2 separate regions of the Pan troglodytes genome follow, and region 2 is linked to region 1. Evidence: chromatin contacts called from public Hi-C data. All regions are on one chromosome and are shown on one strand. The core of a region is the stretch at or near the end of the contact, and the rest is flanking DNA. Distances in the headings are between cores, read along the strand shown. Region 1 holds the start of CLCN7 (chloride voltage-gated channel 7). Region 2 holds the start of IFT140 (intraflagellar transport 140).

Region 1 (2,707 bases), core at 58-2,557:
GATCCAAGATAGTGCCATTGCACTACAGCCTGGGTGACAAGAGTGAAACTCCGCCTCAAAAAAAAAAAAAAAAAAAAAAAGAAGGAGAAAGAAGAAAAGAAATGCCAACCATGGCCGGGCATAGTGGCTCATACGAAGAGTCCTAGCAACTCAGGAGGCTGAGGAAGGAGGATCCCTTGAACCCAAGAGGTCAAGGCTGCAGTGAGCTATGATCTTGTCATTGTACTTCAGCCTGGGTGACAAAGTGAGACTGTGTCTGAAAAATAATAATAATTTTAAAAAAGGCCGGGCACCGTGGCTCACGCCTGTAATCTCAGCACTTTGGGAGGCCGAGGCGGGTGGATCACGAGGTCAGGAGATCGAGACCATCCTGGCTAACACGGTGAAACCCCATCTGTACTAAAAATACAAAAAATTAGCCGGGCATGGTGACGGGCGCCTGTAGTCCCAGCTACTCGGGAGGCTGAGGCATGAACCCGGGAGGCAGTGAGCCGAGATTGCGCCACTGCACTCCAACCTGGGCGACAGAGCGAGACTCCGTCTCAATAATAAAAATATCGACCTTTTAAAAGGAAGAGGATGAGGCACAAAATATGAAGAGGATGTGGCACAAAATATAAAGAGTTTACTCTAGAGGCTAACGTGGAAGGGTCATTTGAGGTCAGAAGTTTGAGAACAGCCTGGGCAACACACTGTGAGCTCCACAGCAAAAATTAGCCGGGTGTGGGGGCGCAGGCCTGTGGTCCCTGTTACTCCAGAGGCTGAGGCGGGAGGATGGCTTGAGTCCAGGAGGTCAAGGCTGCACTGAGCTGTGACCGCACCACCGCACTCCAGCCTGGGCGACAGAGGGAGACCCTGTCTCAAAATAAATAAATAAATGACCCAAAAGGTGGCGACAGGGTGTGGGCTGATGTAAAGTTGTCAAGAATTCTCTTTGGTTTATGGAAATACCATTGATTAGTGATGGGCTGTGCACTGGTGCGGGTACAGGGTCCGGGCGGCTATTTGGCTAGTTCACAGCTATCTGCGTAGTAGCCGGCAGTTTCCAGAGGCGACCCTCCTGTACTGTCTCTGGGCCTGATCGTTGAAGAGGACTCGCTTTCTGTTCTTTTCTCATTAGGCGGGAGGACCCTCTGGGGCTGCCTGGAGGAAGCCTCCACTCCGACCCTCGCCCGAGTGCCTACTGCGAGGGCGGATGCATACTTCGGGACTTGTAATTTCATCCTTCACGTCTTTAGCCGCCGCCTATGGCAAGGAAGGGCCTGCCCTCGCCCCGCCTCCCTCCTCCCTTCCCCACCGCGGCTCCGTCACGATCGGCGCGGGCGACCGGGGCTGGGGGAGCCCCTCCAGCCGGCTCCTGCCCTCAGGCCCCGGGCGCTTCCCTCGCCCCGACTCCCGGCCCGAGGTCCCGGGGGCGGCCATTCGCCTCCCAAGCACTCGGCGCTCAGCCCAACGGGGCCGCCTTTGCAGTCGCGTGGGCAGAACGGGGTCCTCAGGGCCGCGGCGATTGTCTAGGGCGGGCGGCGCCACGACCCGCCGGGAGCGCGGCTCCCAGGAGCCCCCGCGCGACCGGGCTTCGGTGGTTGCCGTTGCAGGTCACGTGGTCGCCGTCGCGCGTCACGTGGCCCCGTCGCGCGTCACGTGGCTGCCATCGCCTGTCACGTGGCCGCCGGCGCGGGTCACGAGAACAAACACGGGGGCAGCCGGCGCTTCCCGGCCGGTGTCGCTCCGCGGCGGGCCATGGCCAACGTCTCTAAGAAGGTGTCCTGGTCCGGCCGGGACCGGGACGACGAGGAGGCGGCGCCGCTGCTGCGGAGGACGGCGCGGCCCGGCGGGGGGACGCCGCTGCTGAACGGGGCTGGGCCCGGGGCTGCGCGCCAGGTGAGGCCGGGCAGGGCGCAGGCGGGGAAACTGAGCCCTCGTGCGCCCCGCAGCCCGCGCCCTCTTGAGCCTTCTGGCGGCGCCGCGTGTCTCGGTCCTGGAGGCGACCGAGGCGCGGTGGACTCGGGAACGCGCCCCGGGGCTCCTCGGCGGGGCCGGGCTGGCGGGGGCGCCTGGGGTCTGGAGTCTTCGGAGGCCGCGCCGGGCTCGGTGGCCGGGAGAGCTGGGTGAGCGAGGCGGAGCTCGCCAGACCCCGCGGAATGAGGGGCGCCGGGGCAGCCGTGGCGCACGTTCATTCCCTCCGGTGTCCCCCAGACTGGCCCTAAAGGGGTGCAAGTGGCTTTCTGTTCAGGTGACTTTTAAAAATTGTCATCCTACACGAGCAACTAATTTTGTTTGCGTTTTGACCGCCTGGGAGATGGAAACAGTTAAGATTGCAGCCGGGTCTCTTTCAGTGAGAATGACTGAGCGCCTTTATCTGCCATCTTTCTGTGTGGGGATCAGTCCCGACTTTCAGGTGATCTTGGGAGTGACGAGTATTTGTACTCAGTCTCCCTTAGCACCGAGTTGAATTTGCAATGTGCAGGCAAACACAATAAGCAGCAAGTCAGAGGTTGGAATGCGTTCCGCATGTCACCCTGCAGCGTGCGTCTGAGCAGTGTTAAGGTCTGGAGAACCGTTGCGGGTACATTTGTTTCCCTGTCTGTGTATTGTCTTAATTTTTTTTTTTTTTTTTGAGACGGAGTTTCACTGTAGGTGCCCAGGCTGGAGTGCAATGGCGCGATCTCGGCTCACTGCAACCCCCACCTCCCGAGTTTAAGTGACT
Region 2 (2,815 bases), core at 116-2,615, 140 kb before region 1:
GGGGGCATTTCCACTTCAAAGGAACACACGATCGAGGCACCAACACCAACCACGAAATACAGGGACGCGGTCGAGGACCTCTCTTTCCGAGAGATCGGGAAATGGCTTCAAAGTCGCAATGATGCCCCCACCCTGAGGTGCAGATCACACAAGGATCCGTGGCCGTTTTCTCCTGTCGGAATTGGTCTAGGGAATCTCTTGAGTTCACGCTAGTTTTAAAAAAAAACTCTGCCAAAGAACAAAACCACCCACGACAAACACCCCAACTTAAGGGATTTCGTGGCAAGACTTCCCACTCTTCCCCCTCAACCCACTTCTTTCTACTCAAGAAACCTAAACCCCCAAAGACCTCGTCTCGGGCTGAGAACCCCGCTGCCCAGGGACCTGTCCGCCCGCAGGCCACCCGGGACCCAAGCAAAACAAACTCGGCCACCAGAGTGAACTCGCCCGCTCGCCGGGCTCCACACCCAAGACGCCGACCGAGCACGGGGAAGCGCTTTTCGCCACTGAAAGGACCGACGCCGTCCAGACTTTACCCTAAGGGCCAACAAGCAGGGGGATGGCCTCCTTTTCGCGAGAACCTCCAACGAGACCGGATTTTCTCGGGGGCGCAGTCTCCTCCAGCCCCGTCCCACTCCGCACCGGCTCGCGTCTCGGGATGGGGACGCAGAAGCCTCCTCGCCCTGAGGCCAGTTCTGGCTGTACCGGGCGCTGTGGAAGCGACGCCCCCCCAACAGCGCTCTCCCGCGCCGCCCAACAGGAACCCCCGGCCGGGCCTCGCCATGACAGCCCCACCGCCCAGCCTTGGTCACCTTTTTCATCAACGCCGGGCGGCAGCCTGGCTTCCCGGGGCCTCCCCGGGTGCCCGCAGAACCAGCCGGGCCGGGCAGCCCCGGCCCCCGAGCGCCGGCTGCAGGGAGGCCGCAACGCCGGGCTGGTCGTCCGCCTCGGAAGCGACTGGTCGATCGGCGCTAGCCCCGGTACGTCCCCTCCGCGGGCCGGCGCGCGGCTGAAGGGGCTGCGGTCGCAGATACTGCCGCCGCTCAGCCTAGCGAAGCCGGCCCGCCGCCCTCAGCAGCAGTTCCGGCTACGGCGGCCGGTGGGGACCTCACGGACGGCGCGCGGGGGCGGGGCCGGGGTGCGCGGGCGCGCGGGGCGGGGCGACGAACGCGGGGGCGAGCACCCCCAATGTTTCTTCGGGCCCGTCTCCCCAAAACGGCGCCCCCATTGGCTAGCGCTGGGCGGGCGCGCTCGCACGTACGAGCCCGGTGGGCGTCGGGGGCGAGCCCGCGGCGCCAGTAGTGTTGTGACGCCAGCCTCGCGACCTTGCGGACTGTGCGTCTCTTTGGATTGGTGGACAGACAGCCAATAGGCCAGGGCCCGTGCTGTGATTGGCCGCAGCAGTGTTGACGGATACGTGAGAAGAAAACGGCGTGGTAGCTCGGAGTGTGGAATCGGGCGCGAACCTGAGTTCTGAGAAGTGTGGAAGCACGTCTGAGGCAGTTAAGCGCACCCTTTCTTGGGTGGAGTGTGTGCTTCTGCGCTACGTTAGCGTAGCCGAGCGGCGCTGGGCACTTAGTCATTTTCTTCATAGCAAGAAAGCAGAGGGGTGTTTTTCAAATTCTAGTGTTTCTTTCTTTCTTTTTTTTTTTTTTGAGACGGAGTTTCGCTCTGTCGCCCAGGCTGGAGTGCAGTGGCGCAATCTCGGCTCACTGCAAGCTCCGCCTCCCAGGTTCAAGCGATTCTCCTGCCTCAGCCTCCCGAGTAGCTGGAATTACAGGCGCGCGCCACCATACTCGCTAATTTCTGTGTTTTTAGTACATACGGGGTTTCACCATGTTGGCCAAGCTAGTCTCGAACTCCTGACCTCAAGTGATCCGCTCGTCTCAGCCTCCCAAAGTGCTGGGTTTGCAGGCGTGAGCCGCCGCGCCCGGCTCAAATTCCAGTGTTTCTTTTCCTTTTCTTTTCTTTTTTTTTTTTTTTTTTTTTTTTTGACTCGCTCTGTCGCCCAGGCTGGAGTGCAGTGGCCCGATCTCGGCTCGCTGCAGTCTCCGCCTCCCGGGGCTCAGGCGATTCTCCTCCCTCAGCCTCCTGTAGCCGAGACTACAGGCGCCACCGCGCCCGGCTAATTTTTGTAATTTTTTAGAGACAGGAGCTCGCCTTGTTGCCCAGGCTGGTCTCGAACTCCTGGGCTCCAACGATCCGCCCGCCCCAGCCTCCCAAGAGCTGGAAGCCCAAGCGCGAGCCCCGCGTCCGGCCGCCAGCTGCTTTCTGGGGGGCGCTCCCTGCCTCGCTTGGCTCTGTGGAGTCCAGGGCCCGGCGATGGAACAGGCCCTCAGTCACCCAACAGCTCAGGACACTGCCGAGCGCATCGACTTTCCCAGAAACGCTTGACCCACGCCCTCCACTCCGAAACTAGAAACGCGGAGCCCAGGGAAGGCCTGGGCCGAGACCGCCCCGTGATGGAAAGGCTCCGCCTCGGGATGCACGGGAAGGGAACACGCCCAGGAGGGGAGGATGCCGCGGTTGATCGGGGCTGTGACAGCGCGCCCTCCACACAAAGGGGACCCGGACGCAGGCCCTGCGCCGCCGTCTCTCCTAGAAAAAGCTCGTCCCGCTTCTCTCTTGCAGAGCGGAATAACCCGGCCCCCGGCGCTCGGGCCTCGGAGCCGCACGTGCGTGCCCGATCGCCTTCGGCTCTTTCCGGCCGCTCGGGGCGCTTCGGGAGTCCTCGGGGCCGCCTCGCTCACCTTCGGCTATTTCCGCGTTCCTGGCGCGCCGTTGTCCCGGCAACGCGCGGCGGCTCAGTGGCCTG

What was found. Hi-C and Micro-C count contacts between places; a contact is called where the count stands out from the background.
Region 2: a contact with region 1 is called in a Hi-C map of stem cell-derived neural progenitor cells, with 2.8 times the contacts expected there. The contact joins the promoter of IFT140 here to the promoter of CLCN7 in region 1. A contact is called at or near these places in 1 of 7 Hi-C or Micro-C datasets (stem cell-derived neural progenitor cells) and 1 of 1 datasets of contacts at active chromatin or transcription factors (stem cell-derived excitatory neurons).

Annotation. Positions count from the first base shown.
Region 1 is chr18:3,866,125-3,868,831 of NHGRI_mPanTro3-v2.0_pri, reverse strand. CLCN7 (chloride voltage-gated channel 7) reads left to right here and starts at 1,307. Exons shown (of 25, transcript XM_001159424.8): 1 at 1,307-1,881. The coding sequence starts at 1,741.
Region 2 is chr18:4,004,240-4,007,054 of NHGRI_mPanTro3-v2.0_pri, reverse strand. IFT140 (intraflagellar transport 140) reads left to right here and starts at 1,365. Exons shown (of 31, transcript XM_054668642.2): 1 at 1,365-1,502; 2 at 2,632-2,815. It overlaps CRAMP1 (cramped chromatin regulator homolog 1), which reads right to left and starts at 1,111. Exons shown (of 21, transcript XM_063796435.1): 1 at 813-1,111.